Regions from separate parts of the Sus scrofa genome. Here region 1 is linked to region 2. Evidence: chromatin contacts called from public HiChIP or PLAC-seq data. All regions are on one chromosome and are shown on one strand. The core of a region is the stretch at or near the end of the contact, and the rest is flanking DNA. Distances in the headings are between cores, read along the strand shown.

What was found. HiChIP or PLAC-seq counts read pairs in DNA pulled down with a chosen protein or histone mark.
Region 1: an H3K27ac HiChIP or PLAC-seq map of alveolar macrophages shows a contact between it and region 2. The contact joins two enhancer-like sites. A contact is called at or near these places in 1 of 5 promoter capture datasets (liver) and 1 of 2 datasets of contacts at active chromatin or transcription factors (alveolar macrophages).

The regions. Positions count from the first base shown.
Region 1 is chr1:229,571,706-229,574,413 of Sscrofa11.1, forward strand. All of the region lies in intron 3 of GCNT1 (beta-1,3-galactosyl-O-glycosyl-glycoprotein beta-1,6-N-acetylglucosaminyltransferase), which reads left to right. Among named protein-coding and RNA genes, the nearest start is that of GCNT1, 140 kb to the left of the region's middle. Within about 2 kb of position 1,291, at least 6 of the 83 cell types and tissues checked have an H3K27ac peak or open chromatin away from gene starts, as enhancers often do. A contact at or near this core is called in alveolar macrophages, where this site is marked.
Region 2 is chr1:229,418,846-229,421,545 of Sscrofa11.1, forward strand. All of the region lies in intron 2 of LOC110255722 (a long non-coding RNA gene), which reads right to left. Among named protein-coding and RNA genes, the nearest start is that of GCNT1, 8.9 kb to the right of the region's middle. Within about 2 kb of position 1,401, at least 10 of the 83 cell types and tissues checked have an H3K27ac peak or open chromatin away from gene starts, as enhancers often do. A contact at or near this core is called in alveolar macrophages, where this site is marked.

The DNA of each region.
Region 1 (2,708 bases), core at 41-2,540, 150 kb after region 2:
TGGGCTGCAGTGTAGATCGCAGATGCGGCTCAGATCTAGCGTTGCTGTCTCTGTGGTGTAGGCTGGCAGTTACAGCTCTGATTCCAGCCCTAGCCTGGGAACTTTGAGATGCCACAGGTGCAGCCCTAAAAAGACAAAAATAAATAAACAAAAATGTAATGCTCTTAAAGATTACAGCCTTAAGAATAGGCTATCCTATTTATTTCAGGCTATAGGAAGTATCCTTTTGCAAAAGGTGCAGAGCCAGGATGACTAAGCACAAGTGACAAGAGGACAAAGGCTAAAGTAAGGTTAAAATAAAAGGAACTGTCTAATACAGAGTCAGGTTTGTTTTTCTCTATTACAAATCCTTCCTCTGTCCCTTTGAGATGTTTATGTATCTCCTACAACTCCAGAGTGTCTTTTTCAAGGACCTGGAAGACATTCCATTAAAATGCAATCATCAGGAAGGATAGGGCCTGTTTCCTAACCTCTGTGGAAGGATAGAACCCTAGTTTCAATAATGGCCAGCTAGCAGAGCCAGCTATCCTCATCAGCATTCACCCTGACCCACTCTTTGTAATTTTTCACTTCCCTGACTCTCCTGAACCCCAGCCTCCCCTCCTCTCTCCTCCTTCATTTTCCCTTTAAAACATGCAGTCATCTCTGTACAAATCAGAGTTGAGTTCAGTTTACACTGAATCGCCTTCCCTATTTTAATAGCATATTACTTATTAAAATCTGTCCTTAACATTTTAACTGGTACCCAGCTGTACTTATCTTTGACAGCACATGTGGAGAAAAACATAGTCTCACATAGTGAGAGTCTAAATTAGTAATAATTATTCCTTAGGTGGTTTAATAATGTTTATCGACAACTTAAATTTTTTTCAAGTGAGGTAGTATAATACTTCTAGGAAATTATCAAAAGGATTTCTGGACATGGAAAGATGATCAGAACACAAATTCTACCATTCTCTTTATATATTTATTAAATTCATAAAGATGCATCTGGAAAGATTTCCCAAATGTATTAAAATGTATTAATAAATGGTGGTGTGATTGAGTGGTAATACTGGGTGATTTTTTTTTTTTTTTACTCTCCTATACTTTCAATTTTGTTTATTTTTTAATAAGCAAGTACCGCATAGAAGAAAATGAAGCTGTTTTATTTTATGTGTTGAGAAAATCAATTAGAACAAGAGATATCAGTGATCATTATCAGAAAAATTCAGATATGCAAGGACCATTGGTCTGTGTGACTGTCCCAGTGCTGTGATTCACCAGCTGTGTGATCTTGAATATGTCACGTAAGCATCAAGTTCCTACCACAGTGTTATTTCACTTTTGTTCAGGTGGTGATAGCAGGACAGACTATTTTCCTTTCCTCTTCTTTCTATTCTCCTGTATTTTCCAATTTTTAGAAAATGATCATGAATTACTTCCAATGATGGCTAATAACCAATATGAAACTATACAAAGCTTGCTCATTCTGCTTCTAAGAAAATGATGGATAACCAGTATGGACTTTTGGACATTGTTATTCCAATGAGGAAATAATTTTAAATATAAAATGTGCAAATAATTTTTATATTAGAAATCATTGGAAATTCCTTCTCTATAGGGTTTTCAAATAGAAAAGCTTTGTTATGAGTCTCTCTGGCTGTAAAAATACTCCCCCCCACCGCAATTAATAAGTGTTAGGGGGGTGCTTAGAGTGAACAACTATCCTGCTGTTCATTGAAATTTTTTTTGCTACTTTTTATTTAATGATTTTAATTTTTTTCCCATTATAGCTGGTTTACAGTGTACTGTCAATTTTCTACTGTACAGCAAGGTGACCCAGTCACACATACACATAAACATTCCTTTTTCTCACATTATCATACTCTAAGTGACTAAATATAGTTCCCAGTGCTATACAGCAGGATTTCATTGCTTATCCATTCCAAAGGCAATAGTTTGCATCTATTAACCCCCAATTCCCGGTCCATCCCACTCCCTCTCCCTACCCCCAGCAAACCATCAAACTATAATCAATTGATCAATTAATTAATACAGTATAATGTGAACTCATGGAATCTTTATTCAATAGGTTATAATCTGTTAGCATGATTATTTCTTTTGCTCCTCAAATTGTCCCAAATCTGGCCAGTGGGAACCCCATCAATCTGGCTTCAGTGTTCTTTGACATGTCCCCATTAAAAGCTCTTTAGATAGCACCTTCATCAGGTGTTCACATGAATATTACCAGGATAAAATGAGAAAAACACAAATCAGTTCTGAGTTGTACATGTCAGCAATGAATAAGTGAATCCAACAAGGAAACCCAAATCAAGCAACAATCTACAGAATACTGTGAGGGCTCTTCTTAAGTGTCATCAGCATCATTAAAGACAAAAAAAGACTGAAGACTTGTCCTAAATTGAAGGAAACTCAAGACATGTCAACTAAATGCCACATCTGGTTCTGTACTGGATCCTTTTGCTTTAAAGGATATATTTCAGTGGGTTAAACTTGAATGGCCTCTTTGGATTAAAGGGTGGTATTGTTTCAATATTCATTTCCTGGTTTTGATAGTTGTATTAGGTTACCAGGAGAATGTCCTGGTTTGTAGGAAATATACTAAATGTGCAGGGGTGAGGAGGCATTATGTAGACAACTTTCTCTTATTTCAGGAAAGATCATTTCTTATACTGTTCCTGCAAGTTTGAGCTGATTTCCAAATA
Region 2 (2,700 bases), core at 151-2,650:
AAGACTTAAAATACCAGAAGTTCAATTTACTCAATTTCTGGGAATTTTAGGATTATTTAATTTACATAAGCACTTATTTCTAAGTCAATCAAAATTGAGGACCTTGAAGGAATTTTATCATCTAATTTGGTAATACCATCTGCACTTAGGAAAATAGTACATGTATAATACCTAGATACTTACAGATATGTAAACATATATACCTAGAGACAGGTACACATAGAGAGTTTATAGCTTCAATGTTAAAACTTCAAGTCACTGATTCATGTAAAAGTGTGGCTCTCATCCTTTCCCACCTTTATATTTTTAACAGGATTATTTCTAGCAGATGGTTACTTGCTCCACACAAGGCTTAAGCATCTCTACACATATTGGTAGAGCAGATCCTTAAGATTGCTTCTGCCCGGATATGTAAACTTATAGAGTCTGTGGACTATGTTTTGGGCAAGGGACTCAGGAAAGACCAATTGGCCATGATCTGTTTCTGCTTGTTGTTTGCTGGTTTGTTTGTTGTTTTTAGATAGGATCATCTGTTCCATATTTTAGATTCCACAAATAAGTGATATCATATGGTATTGGTCTTTTTCTTTCTGGGTTATTTCACTTTAGTATGAGAGTCTCTAGATTCATCCATGTTGCTGCAAAAGGCATTAGTTGCAGAGCAGACTCAGGGTTGGGGGGTGGCGGTAAGGGGAGGGAGTGGGATGGATGGGCATTTTGTGGGTTTGGGGGATGCAAACTGTTATATTTGGAATAGATGGGCAATGGGATCCTACTGTGCAGCACAGGGAAATGTGTGTAATTGGGTCACTTTGCTATAAAACAGAACTTGACAAAACATTGTAAATCAACTATACTTAATAATAACAACAACAACAACAACAACAATAATAATAGCAATGAACATTAGGAAACAAAAACCAAACCAAATCAAAACAAAACAAAAACCAAGTGGCCATCTCTGTGCCTCTAAAGCCTATATAAGTGGATAAAGTGCACAGTCTGTTTCTAGTGACTTCTGTTATTGGTTGTTGTTGGGGTCCCTGAGCCTCCCCAGAGCTCCTGATGGGAGGAGAGTGTATCGTACAGCCTGATGTGTCACGTGCTGCCTTGATACTTTTGATTCTTGTCCCCTACTTTTGTCGCCACTGCTCAGTCAGCTCCTCTATGAGCCAGACCAGATGCACTCCTCCTGATTCTCAAGGAGTCTTACCTCCCTGCCAGCCCACAAACATTTAAATAAGCTGATCACATACTCCCAAGGAAACCAAGGGCCACACATCCCTCATGCCCCACCACAAAGCCTCTTCCCACAGCCCCTGCTGATTCACTCTGATGTTATGTGTAACCCCCATGTGGCCGAAAATGACATGCAGTGTCCTCCTCCCCTAGGCTGGGTCTCTGTGACTAATAAACTGGTATCAGTTTCATCTGTCTAGTATGACTGTTGTGTATTTGACCCTCTGTTTGCTTTAGGGCAGGGGAGACTTCCTTCATCAAGGGAGTGAAGAGGCAGGTCATGAGCAGAACAGAAGGGGACCTAAATCTCAAAGGACCTGGAGCTGAGGGTGAGGTGGTAGGGAGGGGACTGCCAAGGTGGATGAGTGGAGGAGAGAAGGAAGTTGAACAGGGACAGTCAGGATTCAAGGCAGCCGAGGGAAGGTTGAGATGGTAGAGAGGAGCAGGGGATGATGAGAAGGGAGGGGGCCTAGATGAGCTGGTGTGGGGATATCCCAAGTTTCCCAGAGAAGCCTCTGATGTTCTAAATTGCTTTTGATAAATTTTATCATTTTCAGGAAGATGTTAAATGAATTCGGACACAATGGCATGCAGTCAGCAGGAGAAGAGTGAGGGTGCCTGATAGAGTAAGAGTTACCTGTGGGATTGACAGTTAAACCAAAGAAAGAAACTTTTTAGGAATCCCTGCTGTGGCCTGGTGGGGTTGGTGCATCTCTGGAGCACAAGGACGCTGGTTCAATCCCTGTTCCGGCACAGTGGGTGGCAGATGTGTCATAGGTTGCAGTTTCAGCTGCCTTGCTGCCTCCAGGTGGCCAAAGAGTCCCAATGACTAATACCTTTGCAAAACCCCTGGGTATGGGAACCAAGGGAACAGAAAAGGGAACTCAGAGGAGGGCCAAAGAAAATTTTAATTGAAAAGATTCTCTCTTTGCTGGAAAGAATAAAACCCTTGCTGTGATTTGACCAAAAAGACATCCAGAGCATTGGTTCAAGAACTGGACTCAGCAATTTCTTCAAATCCCTGAAGTATTACTTATGTAGGAATTGTAGGGATGGAAGAGGTCTGTACATGAGGTCTGGTCTTGAGCCAAGTCACAGCACCAGAAAACTCTCAAACAAAAAACCAAATCCCGATAAAGAGAGGCTTTATTCCAAAGGATTATTGCAATTCGGGGAAGGGGCTTATTGCACTAGGGGGAGAGCAGATGGTAATAGGGAGAGTGCACCAATTCTAAGATCTGCTAGCTTATGAAGAAAGATCAGGCAGAAAAGGGCCTTTCTTTCATGTGGAAGAGTCAGAAAGGATAGAAAGTGTGCCTATCAGGAAGTTAGATAAGCAGCCAGCTGGACCAGACTTTTTTTTTTTTTTTTTGCCACAACTGTAGCTTGTGGAAGTTGGAGGACCAAGGATGAAACCCACACCACAGCAGTGACCCAAACCTTTACAATGATAATGCTTGA